Regions from separate parts of the Mus musculus genome. Here regions 1, 2, 3, 4, 5 and 7 are each linked to region 6. The links are chromatin contacts, called in public HiChIP or PLAC-seq and promoter capture Hi-C maps. All regions are on one chromosome and are shown on one strand. The core of a region is the stretch at or near the end of the contact, and the rest is flanking DNA. Distances in the headings are between cores, read along the strand shown.

Region 1 (3,771 bases), core at 1,252-3,751, 610 kb after region 6:
ATATAGAGTGAATAAGTAAAAAAATAAAAAATAAAAAATAGAAAACAAGAACAAAGATTATTACAATAACCTTTATTTACATGTGAATATGCATAGACTACATGTTAATTGGATCCATGTATATGCTCAGAACAGACACAACCACAGAAAGTAGGTTAGCGGTTGCCAGCTGTTGAAGGAATTAGGTATGATTACTAATGTGTATAAGAGTTCCTTTGATTAATCCCAGCACTCGGGAGGCAGAGGCAGGCAGATTTCTGAGTTCGAGGCCAGCCTGGTCTACAAAGTGAGTTCCAGGACAGCCAGGACTATACAGAGAAAACCTTGTCTCAAACAAAAACCAAAAAAAAAAAAAAAAAAAAAAAAAGAAAGAAAGAAAGAAAAGAAAAGAAAAAGAAAAAGAGTTCCTTTGAAGGTAAAAATGTCCAAAAATTGCATAATGCTGATGACACAACCCCAAGAGTATATTAATACTCACTGAATTGTATATATTAAAGGGTAAATCAGGGCTGACAGGAAGTCTCAGGGGGAACAAGGTGCTTGCTACCAACACTGACAACCTGAGTTCCATCCTTGGAACCCACATGGTAGAAGAGAACAGACTCCTTCAAGTTATGTTCTGCCAAGCATCCTCCCTGATCCAACACACAAAAATAAATTTAAAAGCAGGTGCACGTAGATCCTATGGGTTATGAACCATATCTCAGGATGGCACGAAAAAGGTGTTGCCACTGAAGAGAAGTCAGACACGGTGGTCCCAGCTCCAGGTGGTCCCAGCTCCGGTGGTCCCAGCTCCGGTGGTCCCAGCTCCGGTGGTCCCAGCTCCGGTGGTCCCAGCTCCAGGAGGGCTGACATAGAACAAGTGTCATGTGTTTCAGTCCAATTTACTAGAGAGATGGCTTAGCACTTAAGAGCACTTGCTGCTCTTGGAGAAAAGTGGGGTTTAGTTCCCAGCACCCACATGGAAGGCTACAATATCAGCAACTGATATTCTAGGGGATCCAATACCCTCTTTTGGCCCCCCTGTGCCACTCTCTCTCTCTCTCTCAAAAAAGATATAATAATACTATTGGATCATTTATTTTTTTGAGACAGACATCTGGCCTGGAACTCTCTATATAGACCAGACTGGTTTTTAACTCAGAGATCAACCTGCCTCTGCCTCCTGAGTGCTGGGATTAAGGGGTGTGTCACCATGATGGCAGACTCAATTCTTACTATACTTTCCAATCCCCACACTGAAAATGGCATGTCTGCTTCACTTATCGATTTAAAGTAAATGGGCTATTTTTCCTTACCTTTTTTTTTTTTTAAGATTTATTTATTTTATGTATGTGAGTACACTGTAGCTGTCAGACACACTAGAAGAGGGCATCAGATCCCATTACAGATGGATGTGAGCTACCATGTGGTTGTTAGGAATTGAACTCAGGACCTATGGAAGAACAGTTGGTGCTCTTACCCTCTGAGCCATCTCTCCAGCTCTACACGTTCCATTTTAAATTTAATACTTGTTAATTCTTTGAGGATCTCATACATGTATTAATGCACTTTGATAAAATTCATCCCCACCCTCCAAACTCCTCTCAACCTACTCTTTCCTTCTTGGGTATTATTACGAGTATTTCTTTGATAAGAATAAAATATATCTCTTTTTTAAAAGGAGGAAAAAGATGACAGACAGTGGTAGCACATGTCTTTAATCCCAGAACTCAGGAGGCAGGGACAGGTGAATCTCTGAGTTCAAGGGCTGCCTGGTCTACAAGAGAGTTCCAAGACAGCCAGGGCTACACAAAGAAACCCTATCTTGAAAAACGAACAAACAAATCACCCCAAATCAAAACCAAAAAGGAGGGGAAAAGCAGCAGATACAGGTTAAGAGTATTTTCTTGTGGCTGGAGAAATATTTAAGCAGTTAAGAGCACTGGCTACTCTTCCAGGGAACCCTGGTTTGATTTCCAGCATTCTCCAGCTTTCTCTCCGAGTCACGCTCCAGTCCCATGGGTTCCAACATCCTCTTTGGACTCCTTGGACTTTGCACCCAGGTGATGTCATACAGGCAGGCAAAGCACCCAACACACACACTTTTTTTTTTTTTTTTTTTTTTTTGAGACAGGGTTCCTTTGTGTGTCCTGGAGCTAGCTACATAGCCAGTAGAAGACATTTAGGGCTTCATAGTGTGACCTGGTTTTAAAAAAGGAGAGGGGGGGGGGCGGGGAAAGACAGAGAGACAGAGAGACAGACACAGACAGACAGACACAGGGCAGTAGACCACCACCTAGGTTCAAGTTCAGGTTCCCTGCTCCCCCAAGAGCAGCTGACAACCACCGCTTTTTTTACAGGCAGACTCGGCTTCTCCAGGGCCTTCCCTGTTTAGAGGAGCCTCTCTGCTGAGCCTCCTCCTTAGTGATGGGTGCACTCCGGGGTCACGGCCCCTCCCTAAGGTCAGGGGTTGGAGAGCCGGCCCTGCTCCTTAGGCAGGGTCACAGTTTCACCCGATCTTGCCATTCCACTCCCTCCACCCGACCCCTCGCCGCGCCTCGCGGCGCCTCTCCTTTGGAGCCATGGCTCCTGTTCCGGGATCCCTCGGGCAGGGCCGGGACTCCGGGGACTCAGCTTCGAAGAGTCGGGAGGCATCAGGTGGCCCTCAGCTCTCGTCCTCCGCGTCCTTCTCGCGGTGGCTGGTCGCGAGCCCCGGGGCCGGTGGCTGGCCGCTGCGCCTGGCGGGGTGGGGCGCCTCGCCACTGCGCCTGGCGGGGTGGGGCGGGATGGCGGCCTCCGCGTGGCTGGAGGCCGGCCTGGCCCGGGTGCTCTTCTACCCGACGCTGCTCTACACAGTGTCCGGGGGAGGGTGCGCGGCCCGGCGCACCGCGACTGGTACCACCGCATCGACCACACGGTTCTGCTGGGCGCGCTGCCGCTGAAGAACATGACGCGCCGGGTGAGAGACCGCCGGGCCGGGCCGGGCCGGGCCGGGAGCGGGCCCAGGGCCTCTGCGGGCGCCCCGCGGCCCTCGCTGAGCCTCCTCTTTGCCTCGGCAGCTGGTACTGGACGAGAACGTGCGCGGGGTGATCACTATGAACGAGGAGTACGAGACCCGATTCCTGTGCAACACCTCGAAGGTGAGGACCCGGGCCCTCTGGCCTGGCTGGCCCAGCACTCGGGCCTGGGAAAGCTGGAGAAGCTAGGGGAAGAGGAAGGACGCCGTGGGTGACCTTGTCTCCGAGACCAGTGTTGGAGACCTAGTTGCCTTCTCAAGTTCTGTGTATGTGGGTCAAGCTCAAATGGCTGCAGGTGGAAAGACGCTGAAGCTGATAAGCCAGAAAGAAGTCTTGCGAGTCTGGAGACTCAGGTGGCAGAGGCAGGATCTTTTGAGCCCAGGAGTTCAATGTGTCCTGGCCATTGTCTAAAAAGAGCGAGCTAACCCGCTGTGGGTGGCTCACTCCTGGAATTTCAGCCCCCTTAAGGCAAGAAGTTGTTCCAGGCCAGCTTGGTGTATTGTATGTAGTGAGCTCTGGGTCAGTCAGGACACAGGACAAGGAAGTCCTGCTTCAAAATGGGGACGGGGGGTACAGTTCTTCATGCACAGAATTGTACATGTATATGCTACTTTTCCTTTGTTTGTTTATTTTGAGACAGGGGTCTTAAGTCCTGATCCGATTCTCCTGCCTCCACTTTCCAAGTACTGAGATTACAGGCATGTGCTAATACACCCATTTTGTATTTGTGATTTTGGTCACTAACCTCAGTAACTAAAATTGTGACTTGTGT
Region 2 (3,811 bases), core at 300-2,799, 590 kb after region 6:
ACCAAGAGAACTCATAAGCTTGCCAGCTAAAGTAACAGCTGCAAATCCCAGCTTTGCTTTACCATAAGCATGGCTTTCAATCCTCCCTAGGTCATGATCAGAAACCACACTCTCAGGCAATAAAACTACTAATATAAAAACTAGTATAGAGAGAAAAAAAAAATCAGTGCCGTTGCAGTTGGTCCATTCTAACCTCCATGATTTTCCAAGTACACTTGTTAATGCCAAAACCAAAAAGAACTCTAAGCAATTCCATCTGAAGACACCGTCATTCTAAGGATCTAAAAAGAAACAAACTGGAAAAAGTGAAAAAGTGCAATTCAAACCTCTTCAACTCAGAGACTAGAAGACAGAGAAGAGATCTTTTAAAGGTTAAGTTCCTTTTAAGTGTGTGCAAAGGGTGTTTGTAACCTCCTAACAATGCAGACATTATCAACAGAGTCTATGCTCTTTAAAACTGTTCAACAGCTTTTATATACAGCATTAACTCTGAGCACCAGAAAGAGATTCTGTTGTGCTAAACCAAGCTCTGACCAAAATCTCACACTTTCTCCCCGGAATCAGTCTCTAAACCAATGAGAAGCTCCTTAAAAAGCATATGCAATGGTCGGAGAAAATTAAAACAACATCCTGTCAGAACCACCACAACCGAGACACCACTACCGACTTTAAATCCAAAGCCTGGGACCTAGCGAAGAAGGCACCCTCCAGAGCCGTCCCCGCTCCTGGGTGCGAGATTCGAGCCCTGCTACTAGGCCTTGACTGGGCGAGCGAGCACCTGATGTGGGGGGTAGGGCGAGCCAAAGCGGCCCCAGGGCGAGAACTGCAAGAGCTCCGGAGGATCGAGAGGAGCGCTGCCTTCTAGGGGCGGGAATCTAGGACACCCCCGGGGGTGGGCACGAAGAACACGTGGGGCGACAGGGTCAGGGAAGCGGCGTCTCGGGTAGACAGCCGCGATCTCGCCCAGCGGACCCGGAGAGGAGGACTCGGGTGCGGTGCAGGAAGCAAGCCCTCGGGGCCGGGAGAGTGGAGGCAAAGGGCAAGGGAGCCGGGGCCAGGCCACGAGGAGGGCGGGTCTCCCTGGGAGCAGGGGCACGCGCCGGGCGGACGCGAATGGGCCCCCGAGTCCCGAGCAGTCCGCGGCCTGGTCCCCGGGGTGCGGGGAAGCGGGAGCGACCGCACCCGGAGGGCCCTGTGACCCGTAGCCGCCCGAACCTGACCCGCCCCGCGGCGCCTCCCTCCAGCCTCCCTCTCTTTCCCTCCCTTCATCCCGCGGCCCGTTATCCTGCGGCCGCCGCACTCACCAGCGGCTGCACCTGAGCCCGCCGCTGCCTCAGCTGCTGCCTTGCTCCTCCGCAGCCGCCGCTGCCTCGCTGCTGAGGCCGAATCCCGGGGGAGCCTCCGCGTCCCGCCGCCGCCGCCGCCTCTGCCGCTGCCGCTGCCGCCAGAGCAGAACACCCCAAAATGGCGGCACTTCCGGCACCTACCACCGGCGGGGAGGGCCGCCGCGGAGGGGGCGGGCGGCGAAGGGGAACGTACCACCGCGGCGCCGCCCGCCAGCGCCGAGCCGAGCCGAGCGCCGCGCAGGGGCGGGCGGAGGGCCGGCGCTGCAGCGCCCCCTCCGGCCGGGGAGTGAAGGAGCAGTCGCTCTGAAACCCTGGGGGCCGCGGGCGGAGCCCTCAGCCCTGGGAGCTGTAGGGGTGCATCTCTTTGTCTCAGAGCTGCACTGGAGGGAAGACCCCGGCCTGGGAATCTGAAGTTCTTGCCTCTGCGCACCGCACTAGCTGCACCTCTGGCGGGCAAGCAACGCAGCTTGGCAATGAAAAATACACATAATAAATATCGAATGAATGAATGAATGAATGAATGAATGAATGAATGAATGAATGAATGATGGGTGCTTGGCTAACACTGGACGCAGGGCACACCCTTTCTTTTTGCACATCAGCATACAGACAACTGTATCCAGGCCTTCCTTCTGATGGAATGTGTGTTGCAAGCTTTCAGAGTTAGGGAAGTGCCTGTACAGAGATGTTCAACTGCATGCATGCGCAATCTGGCAAAAATCCCTGCGGCACCAGAAAGCTCTTAAGTATTCTATTAAGAGACTACCCAGTCCAAACCTACTCTTCTTGGGAAAAAAAATAACAATTAAAACACTTTTTACGAATCCAGCACCCCCTTTTAGGATTCGGTATTCCTAACCTGCATCTAGCTGGATTCACGCATTAAGTGTGTTGTTTATTACACAAAGTCAGTGAAATGTGAGACAATGAAATGCAGATTGAGAAAACTTAGTTCTGGGAGGTCAGGGCTCCATCAATTTACAAATTACTCATGAGTTGGCAATTATTTCTCTTTATCACTTAGCTTCCTAAAGCAAAATATATATCCACAAATGCCGGTTATACCCTACCCTACCCTACCACACTCACTAAGGCAGCCCCCACCCCTGCCCCAAGCAGCAGCCAAGAGTTTTCCCCTGTGCTAGAGGCACAAACAATCATGTAGATCAAAACAATTAGCCCCTAGGTTGTTCATTATCAAATTACCTAAATTGTACTGTAAAGCTTTGGTTGTTTTTTGTTTTTTTTTTTTTTTGTTTGTTTTGTTTTTTTGAGAGTTTCTCTGTGTAGCTCTGGCTGTCTTAGAACTCCCTCTTGTTACTGAGACTGACCTCAAACTCACTTGGTGATCCGCCTGCCTCTGCCTCCCCTAAATGCTGGGATTAAAGGCGTGTATCGCCACACCCGGCCTGTTCGTTCCAATTTTCAAATTGGTTTTCTACCTTCTTGTTGTTGATTGATGGGAATGGAGTTAGAGATGTAACTTGAATTAGTTGCATATAGATGGATACGTTAGGAAAAATTAGAGTGGTTATGAAAGATGGAACACTGGTATTTTTAACTAGTTCTTGAATAAGACTCTTGGCAAAAAAAATAACTGTTAGGAGAAAAAATTAGTCCTGCTGGTAATGGAAGATTTCTAAGAGTCGTTAGGGTTACTGCAGAGAATTTATTTCATTGGAGGGATAATGATGAAAATAATGTTTGCGTTGTTAGGGTCTGAGAATTTGGGAATAATCCACTATGAAAACCAAGTTTTGAGCCAGCAAAATGTTTCTTTATTCAACTTTATTCAAAGGCTGATATATCAGGGAGACGGCGGGGTTCAGGATCCAAAACTATGTCAGTCAGGGGCAGAACAGAACAACTTTTTGCTCCTGTACTTTTTTCTTTTCTTTTTAAAAGATTATATATATTCTAGCTGTCTTCAGATACACCAGAAGAGGGCATCCCATTACAGTGGTTGCTGGGAATTGAACTCAGGACCTCTGGATCTCTGGAAGAGCAGTCAGTGCTCTTAACTGCTGAGCCATCTCTTCAGCCCCAGAACAACTTTTAAAGACAAAACTCCACAGACTACGTGGGGTAGGGGGCATCCAACCAGATTCACGAATACATTGGGTTTTTCACACCTGGTATTTTAGGTGGCTTCCTGCATAATAAGTGTCTCGGGTGGTTTACTTGATAGCTTGGCCTGGATTGAGGCCAGCCAGTGATGTTTGGAGCAGGATACAGTGGCTTGGATTTATCCAGAACATTTGAGCTGTTCCTGGGAATTTAGCTTAGTATGAAATGGAGACTATATACAAGATGGAATCTCTGTAGCTATGGCCCCCAACATTTCTTCCTCTTCCTTGTAACGCATGAAACCTTTGATGTCATAACTCTTGGTCAGTATATAAGGGGTTACATTGGGTCTTTGGAACCATGAGCTTAACAACATTTATCCTAACTCGCACAAAGTG
Region 3 (4,067 bases), core at 349-2,848, 660 kb before region 6:
CGTCGTACCCTCATCTCAACAACTCAACTACTTAGAAATCACTCCCGGCACATCTACACCCCACAATCGGCATGTGGCCTCCTCCCGGGGTGCAAGCCACAAGACAAAGTTGAAAGGAGACCTCTCTCGCCCGGTGCCCCAGTGTCCACATCAAACCCCTCCCCTGCCAGGGCCACCTTGCAGCTACCCACCATTGCGAGCGTGGTCAAGGGAGGAAGAGGAGGTAGGAAAAAAAAGAGAGCGAGCGAAGAGAGAGAGAGAAAGAAATCCTAACAGCACCGCTCAGCAGAATAAAGAGAGCAGAGAGAGGATGACGAGAAGTGTTGGGAACTGCGTGCACCGCGGGGCTGGACCAAACGGAAAGAGTCCCACTCCGCGCGCCCCTCCCCCCGCGGCCCGGGGGGGAGGGGCGGCCGCGGCCCCTCTCTGAGGGGCCTGCGAGTCCCCGGCCCGCGCGGGGTCCCGGGGCGGCCGGCCGGCGGCGACGGCGGGAGGGCCGCCCCAGGGTGAGGGGTGCAGGCGGACTCCTCGGAATAACAAGTTGCAGAAGAAGAAGAATAAGCGGAATTTCCCCAACGCTGCTCCGGCCACCCAAGACAAATGCACCAACACACACTCACTCACACACACTCGGGCCCGGCAGCGTCAGCAGCCGCAGCTTTTTTTTTTTTTTTTTAAACCAGATCTCTCAGTCACCAAACAAGATGGTTTTCCCAAAAAAATATTTTTTAAAATTAAATAACCATAATAAAAACTTCCCCCCGACAGCATCCCAGGGGGTGGGGGTGGGGAAGGGGCCCAGGCGGCCATCCCCTGGCCGCAGGCACTCGCGGGGGGCGGCCTCGGCCCGCGCCCCCCGCCCCTGCGGCCCCCCAGCCCGACCCCCCACGGGGACTCTGTGTCGCCCCCTCGCCGCCACCCCCGACGCGCCGCCCCTGTCACCCGCTCTGGCCCTGTACTCAGCGCCCAGGCTCCCGAGGCTGCTCATAAACTTACTTCCAATCTATCCTAGGGAGGGGTGGAGGGCAGAGGGGAGGAAGGGGGGAGACGAGGTATTCCCATTGTCTTTTTTTTTTTCCTGGAGGGGGGGGGGAGAGGAATAGGAAAAGGGCACGCAGGGGGGCGCCCCGAAGGGGAAGTTATTGCTGAAATCTCAAGTTGACTGAGGGGTCCTGACAAGAACACCCCCTTTCCCTCCTCCCTCCCACACACCCCTCCCCTCCCCCTACCTCCCCCCCACAACAAACTCCAAGCAAGCAGCCCCTGCTCCTTCCCAGAGACAAACACCAGAGACAAGACAGAGGGAGAGAGGGAGGGGGGGAAGGGGGAGGGAGGAGAAATAGAGCTACTCAAGAAAAAAAGAGAGAGAGAGAGAGAGAGAGAGAGAGTGAGGAAAAGAGAGAATGGAAAAAGCTGGGATACTGCACCCTCCTGCTGCTGGCTGGCTGTCCCCCCTGGCAGCTGGAGGCAGGAACTCTGAGCAGGAGAAGCAGGAGGAGGAGGAGGAGGGAACTCTTCTTCATGGGGAGGGAGGGAAGAGGCTGGAGCTGCCGCTGCTGCTTCTGCTGCTGCTGCTCTGGGCCTCTCGCACTTTTTAGATATTAGTGTGTTAAGATGGTAGGTTGTTCCCTTCTCCCTCCTCCTCCTCCTCTCCTCTCTCTCACTCACTCACACTCTCTCTCTTTCTCTCTCTCTCTCTCTCTCTCTCTCTCTGGGCTGTTTCTTTCCTCCTCTTCCCCAGGCAAGGGGGGGTGGGGAGGAGGGGGTGGGGGGGAGGAACTGGAGCCTCCTCCTCCTCCAGGAGAGACACACACAGGCCCCGGGCCGGAATGGGGAGGGAGGAATCAGAGCAGCAGGAGAGAAACTGTGGGAGACAAACAAGCCCAACTCTTCATCCTCCTCCTCCTCCTCTCAGCAGCAGCAGCGAGCACCACCAGCCCATTCACCACCCGGCCCCGGGCCGCAGCACCTCCGCCGCCTCAGCCCGGGGATCCCTCCGCCCAGGCCCAGACACACTCGCCCGCGCGGGAGCCCGCCGCGCGGCCCCGCCGGCCCGCCGCCGCCGCCGTGCGCGCCCCCGCCGCTCCCGAGAGCCGGGCGAGAGGGACTGGAGCTGGGGAAGCGGGGACGAGGGAAGAGCGGGCGGGCGGGCGGGGGGCCGGGCGGAGCTGGACCGCGACGGTCCCGGGCCGCCCCGCGCCCCTGCGTGCGAGCCCGTCGCTCGCGGGAGGCGCCGGGGACCCCCACGGGGGCACGGGGCGGCGGCGGGGGCCCGCGGCGGCGCTCGGGCGGGCGGACTACTTGACGTGTCGGTGCGGCGAATTTATTTCACTTTGCCTAAGGAACGGGGTGTGCTGCGGCACCCATTGCCTAGGGAAAAAACCCGGATGTAAAGTGAGTGAAACTAAACTAGAGTGAAGTAGGGCAGCAGCAGCCAAACTCCGGTGCAGCGGCGGCGGCGGCGCTGGGGCCGAGCGGCCGCCAAACTCCCGGCCCGCCGCCGCGTCGCAGCCCCGGCCAGGCCCGAGCCCCGGTCCCCTCCCGCCGTTGAGAGCTGCTGGGGGGCTCCCGAGCAACCCCAACTCCCTCCAGTGCAACAGCAGTTTGCAGGGGTGGGGGTGGAAAGGAGGCAGGAGCGAGGAGGAAGCACTGCAATGGGGGAGCGAGTGGTCCAGGCAACAGGAGAAGATGCAAGCTCAAGTCGAATGCAACATGCAATCCCCGGCCACCCCGCCCCCTTTGCAAATAACTACCCTTGAACCACTTTATTAGCCGTGCCGAGTCCCACTCTAGCTCCGGGGAGGGGCGGGGGACGGGGTCCTTCGCTCACCTTTATTTATTGCTGCTTTCTGCCCCCCTCTCCATGTTTTTTATTCCTAAGTTCTTTTGTTCTAAGGGGGATGATGGCATTTACTTTTCTGCTTTGTGTAGCAGGGCAATCACTGGGAATCGGCCACGTATAATCCGGCGGTTTGTCATATTTTATTAGTGAAAGTATTTTATGCCTAGTCCACCTCCAAGGACTGTAACATGGAGAACTGCAGGGGCGGGGGTTGGGGGGGACGACATCAGAAGAATTCTTGTTTTCAGAGATTTCTTGGCTGAGCGGGGAGGGCCTTTTTTTTTTTTTTTTAATCATTGAGGAGGTTCATTTAAATTATTAAATCGATAGTTTTCAACTTGAAGCTTAATGCTCTTGCACGGGTGAATTGTTGGGTTATAAAATAACCCCCAACCACAATTTTTTTTAAAAGTAAAAAAAAAAAAAAAATCTTAGCTCTTAAAAAAAAAAATCCCATCTGGACAGTGATCTCTGTTCTGAGCTGCACGCTGGACTTAACGTAGTGTTAGCCTTCCTATGTTAAATAACAATAAACCTCAACCTCAACGGAATACAAATGGGGGCTGGGGGTGGTTTTGTTTTTAAGGCTCAGCACTTTTGTAGCATCTGCCACTACGCATTTTCCAGGCATTGATTAACCATGCAACTCCCATAGGCATGAAGTCCAGTTTTTGCAGATAAAGAGCAACAGTAGTAAGATGATTTGCCCAAAGTCAAAGGGAGTCGCTGGCAAGACCAGGGAGAGCCTTAGACTTGATTTGTTACTAGTCACGTCTTTTCCATTAAATAATATTTTCTCCAGGAAATAGTATTTAAAAATAAGCGCACAGTCTTTATCTTACCAGAGGGGCTTTGAGATCACTGGATATGAAGAGGTTTTCTTCTGTGAACTGCAAATTTTAAATTTAGCTTCTCAAGAGAAGGCATTTTTTTTTAAATTCTGATTTCTTAAAAGTAAAAAAAGTGAACTTTATTTTCGTGTATAGGCCATTTAGTAGTAGTTTTAGGTTAAAAAGAATTCACAGCAGAAAGTGTAAGAGTTTGAGAGTAAAACCTGAAAGTCCCTATTAATGATTCAGGAAGCCTGGATGAACTCATACTATGAAATAGCTCAACCTGTACGGCAGTGAGGATAAATAACAGGAGGAGAGTTGGCGCTAAGATTTCAGCACTAGGGGTAACCGATGTATTTAAGATGGGCACGGGGCTCAAACTGTAGTAGTGC
Region 4 (3,941 bases), core at 908-3,407, 780 kb after region 6:
GCGCGGGGAAAATACTACAGAGTATGCACACTGGCTATCATTGACCCAGGTGATTCTGATATTATTAGAAGCATGCCAGAACAGACTGGTGAGAAGTAAACAAGAAAGTTTTCCTTTAATAAAACTTTGCCAGAGCTCCTTTTGAAAAAACAACAAACAAACAAACAAACAAACAAACAAAACACAAAAGGACCAAAAAGCCGGCAGGGAGATGACTCCCTTTGTAAAATGCTTAAGGACTTGCATTCGGAGCCCTCATAGCCATGTTTTGGCAGAGTATGAAGCACACTCATCTGTAACCAGCGCTGGGGGTGAAGTGGAGTGGTCAAGACAAGTGGACTGGAGGAGAAGAGGTGTCTGTGCAGTCCATCTACCTGAACAGTTAAAAGTTCGGGTTCACACCGGGCGTGGTGGCCCACGCCTTTAATCCCAGCACTTGGGAGGCAGAGGCAAGCGAATTTCTGAGTTCAAGGCCGGCCTGGTCTACAAAGTTCCAGGACAGTCAGGGATATACACAGAAACCCTGTCTCGAACTGCCCCCCCCCCCCAAAAAAAGTTTGGGTTCACTTGAGACACTCTCAAAAAATAGATAAACAAGTTATGTGGCCCAGCCTTAGAAGCACGAATGTGTGTCTGCAGCCATAAATAAACTTTCATGTTACTTAAAAGTTTATACACAGCAAGCCCTCAGGAAAGATTTATTTATTTTTTGTTAATCCATTTTTGTAAGCCAAGAGTGGAACCCAGAGTTTTGCATCTCACCACTGATATGCAACCCCAATCCTAGAAAAGCTTCAACGACTTTTTATGAGAAATAATAAATTAGCAACATTTAACCATCCAACAACCCAGCTGCACACTTTTATCTTTCAACTTAATAAAAGATATTTTAAGGGAAAGGCAAAAACAACAACAAAAATCTCTACCTGTTGCCTTGACGGCTGTCGGTCTGGTGGTCATGACTGGTGTTGGAGGGTTCTGAACAACGTTGGGGACCTCCACCACCACTTCTTGTTCATCTGTATTTGGAATGCACAAAAGGAAGCTGCAGTCAGTCAGTGGGCCAGGGTCCAAAGCTTGACCTTCAGCCTGAATCAACTTATAAAACCAGCGTGTATCACTGATGCAAACTAAGAAGACAAAAAACAAGCTGATCTACCCTTCCATTCATTTAGTGGTAGCGACAGTAAGAACGTGAACACTATGAAAATGGCACCTGCAATACTTAACAATTAACATGCATAAATACTTCTGCACGTTTCCACACGTTATGTACATCCTATTAATCTGATTCTTAATGTTTGATACAGTATAGCTTCTCCGGCATCTACTCCATGCAATTGTTACCCTAAACCCAAACACAATTCCAGAAAAGCCCACACACAGGTTTTGTCACTTTCCCTTAAGTCTGGGGTTACCGATGCTTTGTCTAGCATAAGAAAAAAATATGGGTTTGTTCACTTCTAAAGAGTGGTGTCTCCATTTCAACAAAAACGAAACCAAGCGTGACAAGTAGAGAAGGCCAGGTTCAACCGCCTCAAGGCTCGCACGTGGAAATTGCCCTCCACCTTCTGCGTTATTAAGATCGAAGGGAGTCATCTAGGAGACATTTGGGGTCCCAAGCCTCGGTGGACGGCACAGGTTCCGGGGAGAAACCCCTGCACCGCAAAGGCGCCTCAGATGAGTCCGGGCCCGGCCTTCCGCCTCCCAGAGTCCCCGACCGCCGTCCCGCGGGCCCCAGATCGCTGGCAGCCGAGGTGTACCTCGCCCGCCAGGGTTTCTCTTCTTCACCGGGTCCGAAGAGACACCCGGGAACCTAGGCCGCAAGCCCCGTGCTCGAGTTTCAGACGTCCCAAATAAAAGCAGGGCTCCTCTCGCGCGCCCTTACCTTCTGAAGGCGAGTCCTCTGGGGCAGCGGAGGCAGGCACCGCGGGCGACGTCGCGGCCGCCGCCGTCGCTGCTGCCGGCGCTGACTGGCTTGTCGCCGCCGCAGTCGAATCTGCCTCGGGATCCGGATCGGGGTCGGGATCCCGGCCCGGGGTGCTGCTCCGAGGACCCGGTGGAGAGAGCTGCAGGATAGGCCTGCGGCCGGGTACCGCCCGGGACTTCTTCCCCATCATGAGCCGGAGCGCGAGCAGCGAACGACGGCAGATTAGTGGGGCGGGCGCACAGCGCCCCGGTGCGTAATCAATATTCATGAACCGTGGCACCGCCTCCCGAGGAGATCCGCTTTTAACCGGCGCGGTGCACTTGCGCATGCGGCCTGCGCCCCGGTGCTTTTACGCACGTTCCGCTCCATCCATGGTGGGTGGGCTTTGTTCAGGGAAAAGGCGATTGGCTGTTTTGACTTGAGACGGACTCGGTAGCCAATAGCAAAGGGAAAAGACAGGACTTCGCGCCAATAGTGCGGAAGGGCCCGCGGTGTGTGCGACTTCCTTAGACTGGGGTTGCACCATGCGCTGTTAGCCAAGTCTTTTCTTTAGGGCTTTGTCCGCCATCTTGTAGCTATTTTCAGCTGCTTATTGCTGTTTGTCTTTGAGGAAGATAAAGATACATTGCACCCTTCTGCAAGTTCTCTTGGTTATTGTAGCTTCTTTGGGGTATAGTATTAAACAATGATGATGCTGGGTGTTTATACATCGGTAGGCTTTTTCTGTTTTGTTTTGGTTTTGTTTTTGATTTTCGAGACAGGGTTTCTCTGTGTAGCCCTGGTTGTCCTGGAACTCACTTTGTAGACCAGGCTGGCCTGGAACTCAGAAATCCGCCTGCCTCTGCTTCCCAAGTGATGGGTTTACGGTAGGCTCTCTCCCCACTTTCTTGCTCCAGCCCCGCTCGCCCCAACCCAAAGGTTTATTTATTTATTAAATGTAAGTAAACTGTAGCTGTGATACACAAGAGGGTATCAGATCTCATTACAGATGGTTGTGAGCCACCATGTAGTTGCTCGGATTTGAACTCAGGACCTTTGGAAGAGCAGTCAGTGCTCTTAACCGCTGAGCCATTTCTCCAGCCCCAGTAGGCTCTTTAAAACGAAATACGACGTGATTAGTAGGGAAAATGACTGGACCTTGGAAACAGTCAAACTGTTCATATGGGATACCGAAGCCTTACCTCATCCTACTTCTGTAAACACTACTTTTTTGCCCTACCTCCAACTCCTCCACCTTGAGGCTGAGCTCTTTACATTTTGAGTCTTCCTTGTTCCCCATTCCTAGAGTCAGGTGACATCCTGAGTCATTAATGTTCTCCCCAGAGATAGTTACCACGCAAGATAATGCTGATTTTCTCCAGGACCCACTCCTTCCACCCATCCCTGATTGCTTCTAGACTAATGACAGCAGGCCAGAAGATGAGAAATAATGCCTAAAGATGGTGCACTGTACTCCTGGAGAGCTACTGAAGTGTTCTAATAACACTGGAAGTAGTTGTCATGGTTCATGTCTATAATTTCAGTGGAGACAGAGGTAGGAAGATTTCAAGTGAGTCTAGCCAGGTATGCATATTACCAGAGCTTACAAAGTGAGATCTTGTCTCAAAGATAACAATAATAACAATAAATTAATAAAATAATAATAATACAAGGAGAAATCTGGGGAAGATGTATGAGAATGGATGTTAAAGAGGGAGTATAAGAGGCAGGAGGATTTCTGAGTTCGAGGCCAACCTGGTCTATAGAGTGAGTTCTAGGACAGTCAGGGCTACACAGAGAAACCCTGTCTCGAAAAACCAAAAAAACAAAAAACAAAAAAGAAACCCTGTCTCAAAAAACAAACAACAAGCCAGGCAGTGGTGGCACATGCCTTTATTCCCAGCACTTGGGAGGCAGAGGCAGGCGGATTTCTGAGTTCCAGGACAGCCTGGTCTACAAAGTGAATTCCAGGACAGCCAGGGCTATACAGAGAAACCCTGTCTCGAGGAGAAAAAAAAAAAAAAGAGCAAGA
Region 5 (4,070 bases), core at 220-2,719, 850 kb after region 6:
GAGGTTGAAGATTGATCATTCAGAGCCAGTTTGGGGCTACATAGTGAGACTTTGTAAATGAATGAGTAAATAAATTAAACTACAACTTCAGGCTTACAGCTGAACATGTTCGTTGGCAACTCCATCAGAATCACAACATTGCGAAGTTCCATAATTCTGCCCCAGCAATTGCATTTCCCTTGACCATTTATTGCCTTAATGACTATTTCGTGATTGTCACTGCCCACACCTCTCTTCAGATGCACCAGAAGAGGGCGCTAGATTTCATTACGGATGGTTGTGAGCCACCATGTGGTTGCTGGGATTTGAACTCAGGACCTTGGGAAGAGCAGTCGGTGCTCTTAACCGCTGAGCCATGTCTCCAGCCCTCACCCCCACTCATTCTTAGCTTACTCTGAAGTCGGCCGAGTGGGCATAGTGGCACACTGACAGCAGCTTTTGGAAGCAAGTAGATCAGGAGTTCAAGATTATCCTCCAATTTATGTCAAGATCAAGGCCAGCCTGAGGCTGCCTAAAACCCTGGCTCAAATCAAACAAAAAGCAGCTTTTAATCCCAGCACTCAGGAGGCAGAGGTAGGTGGGTTTCTGTGAGTTAAAGGCCAGCCTGCATTACAGAGTGAGTTCCAGGACAACCAGGGCAACAGAAACTGTCTTGACGTCCCCATTCCTCACAAAAGAAGACAACTTGCCCTGCAACCATATTTTCCTACCAGCAATTATAGCCTTATGCTTCTGTTTCTGTACATTGAACTGTGTCTGAACTTATAGAGAGACACCCTCCCTACCTTGACCTTCGGTCTATTCCTCATTTTAGCATCTTTAATTTTTCCATTTTTACTAAATTACTCCTCTAAATCTCACTAAGATAAAGTCTCCCCTAGAGCCCTGCTAACCCCTGTCCTTCTGTACTTGGCAAAAAGGGAGTTATGTCTGCACTCAGTGGATGCATCTCAGTGGATCAAGATGAAGCCTAAGGTCCTGGTCCCTTGCTTCCATCTAGGTCCATCCTGGTCAATTTCAGTTCAGTTTTCTCTGCCTAATCCTGCTTTCTTCACTCCCCTAGCAATGCTGTTCTGTGAGCACACTGTGTGCTCCTTCCTGTGTGTAAATCTCTGCTTCAGAGACTTTTTTTTTGAGAGGGAAGCTCACACACACACACACACACACACACACACACACACACAATTTAAAAAATATTTTTTTAAAAGATTACCTGTTGTGCGGCTTGGTGGCACACATCTTGAACCCCAGCACACAGGAGGCAAATGCAGGTAGATCTCTGAATTTAAGGCCAGCCTGGTCTAGGTGAATGAGATATGTTTTGGGGAACTTGTTGTTAGTGTCATTTCCCCCACATATTCAAAATCTCTATCAAGGCAGAAAGAATGCAAGATGAACGGGAAGGTGTGCTGTAACGACACTGCCTCCTGGACACAGCATGGTGGCTGCTCTCGTGAGATCATAACTGTGGTTACCTACACAAAAGACAGGGCCTGTCAACATTCCGTGGTGGGGGTTGGACTTTGAGGCCCCATCGCTCCCCGAGGAGCCGTAGGTAAAGTCAGTGGCTGCTGTGAGGGAGGAGTAATTTTCTCCAGTGGTGTATTTGCTGGTTAGTTGCCGGTGCTCCTATAAATAAGACTCCCTCCCATGCTCATTCAAGCAACTCTAATTAAACCCAGTGGGTCACAGATAGAAAAGACATGAAAGTGGAAGAGGAACTAGTTGGGAAGAAGGGCAAAGGAGGGTGATGGGGGGTCCATGATGAAGCTGGGAATAGTGGCCCACACCTGTCATCCTGGGTGCTTGGAGGGTGGAGGCATTCTAGGCTAGTCTCAGCAACATAGTAAGTGTGAGGCCTGCCTAGGTTACATCAAACCCTGTCTCACAGACGTAGGCAGAAGATTTTATTAGAGTGTGTGTTTGCTTTTTTATTAATGTTATTATTCATTTTACAAATGATGGACATCATATGACATTTTCATACATGTACTTTAGCCTACTTTGTTCACATTCACCTGTTAGCAAATCTTGTCCTCCCTTTCCCTCTTACTGTTCCCCTTCCTCTTCCCAAATAATAGTCCTCCCCTCCCCTTTTATGTCATGTATACATATATTTAAATCTAGATTTTGCATTTTTGTGCCTTCCTTTATTAATAATAATGATGATCCCCAACGTAACCATTTTCATTCAAACGATATGATTTTCTTCTTGTTTATGGCTGAATAGAACTTGAGATGTGATGTTTTCCAAGCTTCAAGCTGTCTTTGACCTTTGGTTCATGTTACAGTAAATTCAAGGTGAATTGCAGTAAGTTAACAGTAACACTTTACATTGCCCGAACTTAGTGACTTTTTTTGGGTGGTAATTCGATGGAAATTATTGAATTATTCAGTGGAATAATTTCTTTCAGTGGAAATTAGTGTTATTTTTCAGTGAGCACTTTCAATGTAATTACTTTATTTCGGGGGTTCCAGGAATGTGGTTTCCTGTCATTTGGCCAGTGACTTTCAAAAGTGATAATAGCAATGACTTGAGATCTAGCCACAGTGCAAAGGGCTTATTATTTTTTTCTATTTCTCTAGATTTTTAAATATTGGTTTTTATCTTCATGCTGTTCTATTAATCATAGTAAGTAGCTTTCCAGTTCCTGGAAGCATATTGGTTTGTCCCACACTTATTTTTTCAGTCTTGATTGCATGTTGGGCACTGGGTTATAATGATCCCCCAAAATAGGCTAAGCAGCCAGATACCTTGTCTTTCTTGTGTTTCGAGACAGGGTTTCTCTGTGTAGCCCTGGCTGTTCTGTAACTCCCTCAGTAGACCAGGCTGGCCTCGAACTCAGAAATCCACCTGCCTGCTGCCTCCCGAGTGCTGGATTAAAGGTGTTTCTCCACCACCCAACTAAAATATCTTTAAACACTACAAAAATTTCAAGTTTTCTGCTTTTGAGTTTCTCTCAGTTTAGTGGGGGTTGCAAAGGGGAAGTAGAGATAATGGTAAGGTATGGTAATTATTATACAAGATAGTTACAGTAAAGATATGGCTGAAATATCACAGGACAACCAGGCAAGCAGTGTCTGAGATGCCTGTGTCATGGTCTAAAGATGTTTCCTTTCTTCCTGAATAGTTTGCATTAATGTTAACTGTCTTTCCTTACAGCTCAGTGCTGAAAGACCTGAATACATTCTTTGTTTTCTTGTTTCTTTATTTGCCAAGGTCTCAGTATGCAGCCCGAGCTTCCCTGAAACTCACTCTGTAGAGCAGTCTGGCCTCGAACTCAGAGCTTTACCTGTCTGTGCTTCCCAAGGATCAGGATTAAAGGCGTGAGCCACCATGCCCTGCTATAGATTCCCATTGTAGGTTTTACATATGAATATGAAATGGCTCTGCAGGTAAAATGCCTACTATGTAGGCCTGATGACCCATGTTCATACCTCAGAATCCGTGTAAAGGTTAAAAAAAGAGAATTGACTCTTACAAATTGTCCTCTGACCTCCACATGTGAGCTGTGGCATAATAATTTATAATTAATATGTTTTATTACATAATTTATAATTCTTCTAAACAATTCATTCCTTTTTATTGTATGTGTGAATTCCTGCATGTGTACATATGGACCATGTGCACGCCTGGTACCTTAGGAGGTGAGAAGAGGGAATTGGATCTCTTGGAATTGGAGTTACAGGCAGTTGTGAGATACCATATGGGTGCTGGGAATGGAACCAAGTACTCTGAAGAGCACTGAGGGATCCTAACTGCTGAGCCATCTCTACAGACCTATAATAACAAGTTTATTAATATCTATCTATCTATCTATCTATCTATCTATCTATCTATCTATCTATCATTTTTATGTGTATGGGTGTTTTGCTTGTCCTGTATCAAGTGTGTGCCTGCTGGCCAAAGAATCCACAAGAGGGCATCAGAGCCCCTGGAACTGGAGTTACAGACATTTGTGAGTCTCCACATAGGTTCTGGGAATCACACTTGGGTCATCTGGAAGAGCAGCCAGTGCTCTTAACTGCTGAGTCAAAAAATAAAAAAATAAAAATAAAAAAAGGAGTAT
Region 6 (4,190 bases), core at 1,226-3,725:
TTCAAAAGATAAATATGTTAAACTCCCTCAGGCGCTTTTTTCCCCAGGCTCACAAATGTGTTCCTTGAATCTAGTATAATGTTTAATATCCAACAGCCATCAATCTCCCAGGCACTAGACAGCCTGGCTTTACTAAATTATAAAGTTTTCATTTGCTCTTGTTAGGTTTGTGCTGTTTTTTGAGACAGTCTCACTCTGCAATCTATTTTGGCCAGGAACTAACTATGTAGCCCAGGCTAGTCTCATGCTCACAGCCATCTTCCTGCTTCAGTCTCCCACATATTAAAATTAGAGGTGTGAACCATCATGCCTTGCAAGTTTTCATCTTCATCAAGATTTTTAACCACTGGGAACTGGAGAAACAGCTCAGACTTAAGTACACTTGTTGCTCTTGCAGAGGACCCAAGTTTGGTTCCCAGCACCCACATGTCTGCTTATAAGCATCTGTGACTCCAGTTCCAGGGAATCCAATGCCTTCTTCTGAAGGAAGTCTGTGGGGACAAGCACATCCATGCTACACATACATATACAGAACGAATACTCATAAATCTTGGGAAAAAATATTTTAACACTATCCAAAGCTATTGTTAAAGAAGTTAATTATTTTTAATTGCTCTTTCCAAACTGAACTGCTGCTGCTGAATTACCACACACCAGCCCACATAACTCAAAATTGATAATCCAAACTTTAAAAGAGAGGAAAGTATATGGCATATTGTAATGGAATACCTTTGCTTGCCACCTCCTTATGTGAACAGCATTAAAAACGTATGTAAAAATGTTGGGACCAGAGAGGAGGGTTAAATGGTAAGGGTGTTTTCTGCCAAGCCTGACAACTAAGGTTTGGTCCCCAGACCCACACGATAGACGTCAGGCAATTTGCCTGACACCAAGCATATGCACCCACTCACAAAAATAAACAAAAGGTCCTTAAAAATATGTATATGTATAGGTGTTTTGCCAGTGTGTATGTGTGTGTGTGTGTGTGTGTGTGTGTGTGTATCACGTATATGCAGCACCCATGGATGCCAGAAGTGGGCATCAGTCCCCATGGTCCTGAAGTTACAAACGGTTGTGGCTGCTGGGACTAGACCCAACTCCTTTGAAAAGCAACCATTGCCCCCTAAATACTGAGTCCTCTCTCCAGCCCCAGGTAAAAAAAAAAAGTAAAAGTTTTGTGTACAATTTTTTCATTACAGGCTTACTACAGTGATTTAACTTATATTGGAAAAAAAAAAGTTGATTTTGATTTTCTCTTTATTAAATCGTACTTGACCAGTCACTTTAGAAAAGTCTCAAATGACCATTAACTTGATTTATATTCTCGCTCTTTAGGTCACAGAAGATGTTTTCAGGGTGATGAAAATGGAGAAAAAATATTTCACCTTTCTAAAAATGAGTTTCCAGTTCTATAATTATGCATAATGTAATACAAGCATCCTATCTGGGCCAAGATTTAATGCCTTGGTTCCTAGGAGAATTAAGAGTCATGCATAAATTTGGGACAAGTTCTGCAAAAACCTCTACTGGTGCTGAATCAGAAACTCATTGTTAAGATTCATCAACAAGAATATATTCTTTTACACACAGCAGCCTCTCTGGCAACATCTCTTTCATCCTGCCCTCCGCAAGAAACAAAATGGGATGCATTCAATCTTGCATAGCAATTACCACGACTTTGGGCAGCTCTCTCAACAAGGATTTGCTAAGCGCTAAAAAGTGAGAATCTCATTCACCTAGCGGCAAGGCCTGGCTCACCTACCCTGCTGGCTATTGTACTGGTGCCGGAAACCTTCAGAGCTGCAAAATCCCTGAACTCTGCTGACACTTTCTGAGGGAGAAAACCAAGGGCGGGGCGGCGAATGAACAGCATCCTTACAAAATCATCACAGGTAGTGGACGCAGGGATGGAGGCAGGCCCAGGCACCAGGCTCTGGTCCCGGCTCGGAGGAGACAACTAGGCCCTTCACACCCACCACAGCCCTCCCGTGCTCTTGTTCATTCATTTAACAATTCCGCGAGGCGCACTCCTCCACCAAGGGCCTGCCGGCAGGGCCCCCGCCCCGGCCTCGGACAGCTCAGCCTTCAGGCGCGGCCCGGGGCCGCCAGCGAACCTCCGAAGCTGCAGCAGCTCCCCCGCCGCGTGCTCTGCTCACCTGAACCCCCAGCCCGGGTCACCAACACAAGCGAGCGCCCACGCCCCCCGCCCTGCCAGCCGCGGGCTCCCAGGCCTCCGCCCCGCTCCGCCGCCTCAGACCTGCCGGGTTCGCGAGAACGCGGAGGCGCGCGTCCGCGGGGGCCCCGCCCGCGGCCGTGGGTCCTCTAGCGCGCGCGACGCCGGGTCCCCAGGGTCCAGGCCGGCAGGTGAGACCCACTGCCCACTCACCTCTGCCGGGTCAGAACCGAGGGGCCTGCTCTAAGCCGTTTAAAACCGCTTGGGCCGCCGCACACCCCGCAGTGTCCTCGTTGTTCATTGGTCCTCGGAGAACCGCCTATCGCCCCTTTATTGGTCCGTTTGAAAGAGCTGTGGGCACGCGCCGCCTGCGGCCTTAAAGGGAACGCGCGCAGCTGTGTTTCCCAGGGCTGCGGGTCAGGTGCTTGTCACCCAGTGGCTGGAGGAATGGCTACCAAGGCTTCTGATAGAAGAGCGAAAGGTGTGTGGAAAACTCTGCATTTCCAGTCATGATCACGTTGCCTTTACCTACTGATGTTTAAACTGCTGTCAACATCTCCCTCCCACACCTTTTTTTTTTTTTTTTTTTTTTTTTGGAGAGCTTGCAATCATTCTGTGCTGAGAGGAAAGCAAGAGGCAACTGAGATGTAGTGGAAGGAGCCTCGAATGCTAAATTGTAGTCTTGGACTTCTTTTGAACAAATCACTTTTCTCAGTTGATCTGGACCTCTGTTTCTTTGTGTAGGAAATGGGATAATTATGTTTTCCTTACAAATTTAATGTAAATGTTTAAATTTCCTTACAAGTTTAAATTAAAGACCGTGGTGGCACACGCCTTTGATCCCATCTGAGGCAAACAAATCTCTGAATTTGAGGCCAACCTGGTCTACAGAGCCAGTTCCAGGACAGCCAGAAAAATCCTACCTCAAAAAACAAACCAACCAAACAAACAAACAAAAAATCAAATTTAATGTAAGGATTTAGTACAACAAGCTGAGAGTCTAGGAATGGCCTTTATGAACTACAAGATTTACTTCACAAATGCTTGTGCTTATGAAAAGGAGAGGATTCATTTGATGAAATATGATTGTCAAAAATCTATTTTACTACATTTCATTTATGTGCACTATGGGGTGTGGTACAAGGAAGTTCAAGGACAACTTGCTAAGCACCAGTCCTCTCCTTCCACAATATGGCTTCAGGAACTCAAATTCAGGTCCCCAGACTTGACAGCAAACACCTCTACCCATTAAGCCATCTTGCCTGCACTGTTTTAGTCTTTGAGACAAGGTTCCACTCTGTAGTCCAAGCTAACCTGGAACTGGCACATAGACCAGGATGCCTCAAATTTGTAGCATCATTCTACCTACACCTTCCAAGTACTGGGATTACAGACACGTGTATAACAATGATTTTTTTTTTTTACAAATTTAATGTGAGGATTTAATATAACAAGGCAGAGACAGACCGATCTTTGATTTCAAGGCCAGCCTGGTCTACAAAGCAAGTTCCAGGACTACACAGGGCTACACAGAGAAACCTTATCTTGAAAAACCAAAACCAACCTAAGAAACAAAGAAACAAACACCCAAGAGTTAGAGAAGAAAGATGTGAGTATGGTGGGTCTCACCTGTAATTTTAGCACTCTAGGGGTAGAGGCAAGAGTATGGGATTTGAGGCAAGCCTCAGCTATGTAGTGCATTGGAAGCCAGCCGGGGCTGTAGGATGTTGTCTCAGAACAAAGATTTGGAGACACAAATGCTCAACCTCACTGTTAAATTTGAGTGCAAATTTCTAGGAGGACAATTTTGAGATCTACAGATTCTCTAGCTCAGTAATGCTACTAAGAGGCATTTATTATGCACATATACAAAAAGTGTAAGAATGTTACTGAGCCACTGGGATATTAGAAACAGAAATCTGGAAATCACATGGCCATATAAATTATGGGATGTCCATAGAACACTGCACTCTAGGTACCAACTTGTGTATTAGTCAGAGTTCTCCAGAGTCCCAGT
Region 7 (3,740 bases), core at 620-3,119, 680 kb after region 6:
AACAAACCATTGTGTCAGGAAAGCCTAGTTTACCGATAAAGCTGACATATTTTTTACAATATTTTTCATATTTGAACAAAATAAAATATTCACTGAGCCATCGTCAAATGCCTACCTACATGGATAACTAGACAACAAAGGCAAATGCATACAGCTGGGTAATTCACTTACAAAAATAATTACAACTTAGGTCCACGTTAAATGTACAGACTCATTAGCAATATACAGAGCCATAAAAATTAATGATTGCCATTTTATTTGTACAATATATTCAGTGATTATAGTGCCAAAGGGATACTTGAGATTAAAAAAAAAAATACAGGGCAGTTTGGGCTCTACTGTTGCAATTCTTCCTTCTGAGTTAAAACCCCCTCTCTGAACTCACTGAAAGTGCAGCTTTAAAGTAGTATTTGGGAATTTCATCAACCTCCTGAGATACTTGGCAACGCACGAGGTATTGTGAAATCAGAATTTAGGATATTGGATTGTTGAGGCAAAAACACTGAATGTCACTAAAATCACTGTTCTTTGAGAACTATTGAGTAGTGAGTTCATACGTGTACTGCGAAATACTGTCAATTCTGTTCTAGACACAGATTTCACTCTGCGCTTCAACATCTACACTTATATTAGTCAACTTAGCAACAATTTGTATGAAGAACAATTTAAAAATGAAGTCCATTCTAGAGTCTTGCTTTTTTTTTTTTCTCTTTTCAGAATGGTAAACATTGAGGACAGGGATTCTAAAGCCTGCTTCCTTCCAGGACACACAATGCATGAGGTATGGCAATCCTCAATAAATGCTTAAAAATGGCCCTGATCAGCACAGGGAAAGTTAGAAGAGCAATTGAAAATACTATCACCAGCTAAAAGTAGGCCTCCTTACCCATGAATATAAATGACCACTTTAGAAATATTTTATAGCAGATTGGCAAGGGAGGCAAGAGAGACATCCGGGGTTTGATGTTACATTTAAACTCGCTAAAGTGTTTAAACAGAACTGATTTCCAGCTCTAACCAACGTGATTTTCATTGTCATGAACCACATGGGTTACTGTGAAAGCGCTCAATGGATCCTCAGGAAATCTGATTTCATTATCACTTCTCAATGCGCTCCTTGTGTATATCCGGGTATCTGGTGTTAAAATCTCTGAACGGGAATAGAAGTAGAAACAGCAAATAGAAAAACCGAGTAAGAACAATAAGATGTTGGCTTTCCTAGAATTTTAAATTTGCCCATAGATGAGTTATTTCACGTCTCGAGTTTGAGATATTTCGCTGAGGAGGAGTGAACGAGGTGAGGTGAACGCCAGTATCAGAGGGGCGACAAGAAAAGGGTTGGGAAGCCCTCGGTGGCAACCGGCCAGGATCAGGGAAAGGAAAAACAAAGTTGAGAAGAGTCACCGGCCAGGGAAGGCAAGGGTGGCAGTTGGCTGCAGAAAGGGAGCCGGCCTGCCCGGGGCGAGCCTCGGGATGTCTCCGAGAGGGGCGCGAGGCCGTGGAAGTTGTTCCTGAGGGGAGAGAAGGGCAGCATCTCGAGAGGGTGAAGGCCTGGGACGCAGAGCCAACCCAAAGGCGCAGAGGGCGGTGGCGACCTGACAGGACGCGGGCGGGGAAGGAAAGGGCGACGACTCATACCTGGATGAGCACTTTCACGTACATGAGCGGCTGGGACAGGATGGTGAGACCGGAGCCCAGGAGCACCTGACTGGCCGCGTCCGCCATGATGGCACCCGCGGACGGACGGACAGACGGAGTCACCAAGCGACACAGCCGGTTCCAGATCACGTGTCGGGGGCGCCGGCTTCACTGGCCCGCCCGCGGCGCGCCGCCCGCTTAGGCTCCGCCCACCGGCCCGCCCAAAGAAACGGCAGGCGCTCGCGAGGGGCCGCCTGGGGCGGGGCTTGTGGGAGGGACGCGCATGCGTCTGGGCGTGGGCTCCTCGCGCCTCTAGGAAAGGCGATTTCTCTTGCGCCTGCGCAAGCCGGAAGTGTCCGGAAGGAGTAGGGAGGGAATGGTAATGATGGGGTGGTGGTGGGGTGACCCTGACGGCAAAGGCAAGGTCAGCGGACTAACAACTGGAAGAACTGAGTTATACTCCTATCCTCTTTCAGGCTTTGACGACGTAAAGTTTGATGGTTGTTTTCCGTTAGAGTTGTCATGTCTAATGAACAACAGATCCTGTCTGGCTTAACAGTGAATTCTGCAGGTCCCTGATTTTGCGTTTACCATTAGCTCAGTGGTAGAGCACTTCCCGACATCCTTGCTTTCAGTCCTCAGTACTGGAAAGAAAAAGCAACTACAACAAAATGTGCCCCCTCGGGGTCAGATGTGGCGGCACAGACCCTTAATCCAGCACTTGGGAGGCAGAGGAATGTGGATATGTGAGTTCAAGGCTAATCTGGTTTACAAACTGGATACCCGGTAAACCAGGGTTACATGGTGACATACTGACCAAAAAAAAAAATTTTTTTTTCATGTCTTCTCTGACTACTCGAAATCCATTTTATCCGTATTTCCTACCCGTTGCCTTGTGACACCTGTCACTGGGAAATTGTCTTTGACAGTTGAGAGTGTCAACTCTGGGTTCAGGAACCGAGATGGCCTTTGTACACTATTTTCCCCCAGTGCCTGGCATGTACCAGTGCTCAAGATTTATTAAAGCTCAGTGCCAATCGGGCTACCCAGGCTGTTAGAGGCAAAATGAAGAAAAGGCATTGCTCCAGCTCTGGCCCCTTTGTTCTGTAGCAGACACCACTTAGTGCAAGCACTTAGTGTGTACTGCTGAGAATGAACAAGGAACCGAGTTTGGAATCTGGCTTTCCTTTTGGATCCATGTGTCACTTTCCTTTTTAAATTTTTTAGTGTTTGTATCTAAATATAAGGACAATGCAACTAACTCAGTGTATTTTTATGAACATTAAGTGAAACTGTATATATGGAGTTTTTGAGAAATTGGCTGAAATACAGAAGTTAGTCCTAATATGGCCTTCTATTCAGCCCAGAACTAGCTGATATTGGGAGGCAGTTTGTAGGTCAGGCACACGGGCTTTGAAGTCCAATGGGCCTCATCCAAAGTCTACCTCTGCCAGTTACAGTGTGACCTTATATAGGTCATCCCAACTCTTCAAAACTTTTAAGCAAATAAGTATAATAATATCCACTTCAAAACATTATCTCAAAGCAATATGGACCTAGCCTGGCATACACAACAAAAATGCAATAGTAAATGGTAGCTTTTTATTCTAAAAAAATTACATGTTGCTCTTAATTAAACACAGTTCTCAACATGACTTAGAAACAGCAAGACCATTAAGAAGGGTATTTGTGCATGGGTGGTGAAGGAAAAAAAATTCTATTTGCCTGTGAGCAATGAGAGGCTCAGAATGTCGCGGGGCTGAAGGGTTGGGCACCTGAGGATGTCCCACCACATTCCTAATGGTTCATGGCAAAAGCTACCCATGACGTTATGGGACAGAGAACTGGAGTCGGAATTATAAGTAAAGGAAGAGCACAGTTCAAACGGGCCATTTGTAAAGATGTGATATGAATGACAATCCCTGATAAGAGTTCAGTGTGGTGACCCTAGAATGGGTTACTTAGTAACTTATATTCAAGCTAGGAGGATAAGAAAAGTCAAAGGTGGGGAGGGAGGGAGAGAGAACAGCACCTTGGCATAGGCCAGCTTTGGGAAAAGAAAAGAGGGGATGGTAAGTAATGTGAAAACTTCCCAGAGGCAG

What was found. Promoter capture Hi-C pulls out the DNA fragments that hold promoters and counts their contacts. HiChIP or PLAC-seq counts read pairs in DNA pulled down with a chosen protein or histone mark. Capture Hi-C pulls out chosen DNA fragments and counts their contacts.
Region 1: a promoter capture Hi-C map of liver shows a contact between it and region 6. The contact joins the promoter of Ptpmt1 here to the promoter of Ckap5 in region 6. A contact is called at or near these places in 3 of 39 promoter capture datasets (cranial neural crest, neutrophils and second pharyngeal arch cranial neural crest), 1 of 115 datasets of contacts at active chromatin or transcription factors (large pre-B cells) and 3 of 9 other capture datasets (adipose tissue, liver and macrophages).
Region 2: a contact with region 6 is called in a promoter capture Hi-C map of pre-B cells, with 2.9 times the contacts expected there. The contact joins the promoter of Celf1 here to the promoter of Ckap5 in region 6. A contact is called at or near these places in 6 of 39 promoter capture datasets (the C10 cell line, cranial neural crest, frontonasal cranial neural crest and 3 more), 1 of 484 Hi-C or Micro-C datasets (embryonic stem cells), 1 of 115 datasets of contacts at active chromatin or transcription factors (embryonic stem cells) and 2 of 9 other capture datasets (adipose tissue and macrophages).
Region 3: a contact with region 6 is called in a promoter capture Hi-C map of adipose tissue. The contact joins the promoter of Phf21a here to the promoter of Ckap5 in region 6. A contact is called at or near these places in 1 of 115 datasets of contacts at active chromatin or transcription factors (memory CD8 T cells) and 2 of 9 other capture datasets (adipose tissue and liver).
Region 4: a contact with region 6 is called in an H3K4me3 HiChIP or PLAC-seq map of bone marrow-derived macrophages, with 9 times the contacts expected there. The contact joins the promoter of Fnbp4 here to the promoter of Ckap5 in region 6. A contact is called at or near these places in 3 of 39 promoter capture datasets (cranial neural crest, neutrophils and pre-B cells), 2 of 115 datasets of contacts at active chromatin or transcription factors (astrocytes and bone marrow-derived macrophages) and 1 of 9 other capture datasets (liver).
Region 5: a contact with region 6 is called in a promoter capture Hi-C map of cranial neural crest. The contact joins the promoter of Nup160 here to the promoter of Ckap5 in region 6. A contact is called at or near these places in 2 of 39 promoter capture datasets (cranial neural crest and frontonasal cranial neural crest) and 1 of 9 other capture datasets (pancreatic islet).
Region 7: a promoter capture Hi-C map of adipose tissue shows a contact between it and region 6. The contact joins the promoter of Mtch2 here to the promoter of Ckap5 in region 6. A contact is called at or near these places in 3 of 39 promoter capture datasets (hematopoietic stem and progenitor cells, liver and pre-B cells), 3 of 115 datasets of contacts at active chromatin or transcription factors (bone marrow-derived macrophages, memory CD8 T cells and microglia) and 2 of 9 other capture datasets (adipose tissue and liver).

The regions. Positions count from the first base shown.
Region 1 is chr2:90,916,780-90,920,550 of GRCm38.p6, reverse strand. Ptpmt1 (protein tyrosine phosphatase, mitochondrial 1) reads left to right here and starts at 2,501. Exons shown (of 5, transcript NM_025576.2): 1 at 2,501-2,839; 2 at 2,842-2,941; 3 at 3,042-3,122. The coding sequence starts at 2,565.
Region 2 is chr2:90,938,135-90,941,945 of GRCm38.p6, reverse strand. Celf1 (CUGBP, Elav-like family member 1) reads right to left here and starts at 1,549. Exons shown (of 14, transcript NM_198683.2): 1 at 1,305-1,549.
Region 3 is chr2:92,181,713-92,185,779 of GRCm38.p6, reverse strand. Phf21a (PHD finger protein 21A) reads right to left here and starts at 1,598. Exons shown (of 19, transcript NM_001362829.1): 1 at 1,428-1,598.
Region 4 is chr2:90,743,774-90,747,714 of GRCm38.p6, reverse strand. It overlaps Fnbp4 (formin binding protein 4), which reads right to left and starts at 2,157. Exons shown (of 17, transcript NM_018828.3): 1 at 1,889-2,157; 2 at 927-1,019. The coding sequence starts at 2,117. It also overlaps the pseudogene Rpl30-ps3.
Region 5 is chr2:90,674,614-90,678,683 of GRCm38.p6, reverse strand. Nup160 (nucleoporin 160) reads right to left here and starts at 1,469. Exons shown (of 37, transcript NM_021512.2): 1 at 1,214-1,469.
Region 6 is chr2:91,525,047-91,529,236 of GRCm38.p6, reverse strand. It overlaps Ckap5 (cytoskeleton associated protein 5), which reads right to left and starts at 2,475. Exons shown (of 44, transcript NM_001165989.2): 1 at 2,387-2,475. It also overlaps the pseudogene Gm13770.
Region 7 is chr2:90,845,284-90,849,023 of GRCm38.p6, reverse strand. Mtch2 (mitochondrial carrier 2) reads right to left here and starts at 1,869. Exons shown (of 13, transcript NM_019758.3): 1 at 1,639-1,869. The coding sequence starts at 1,725.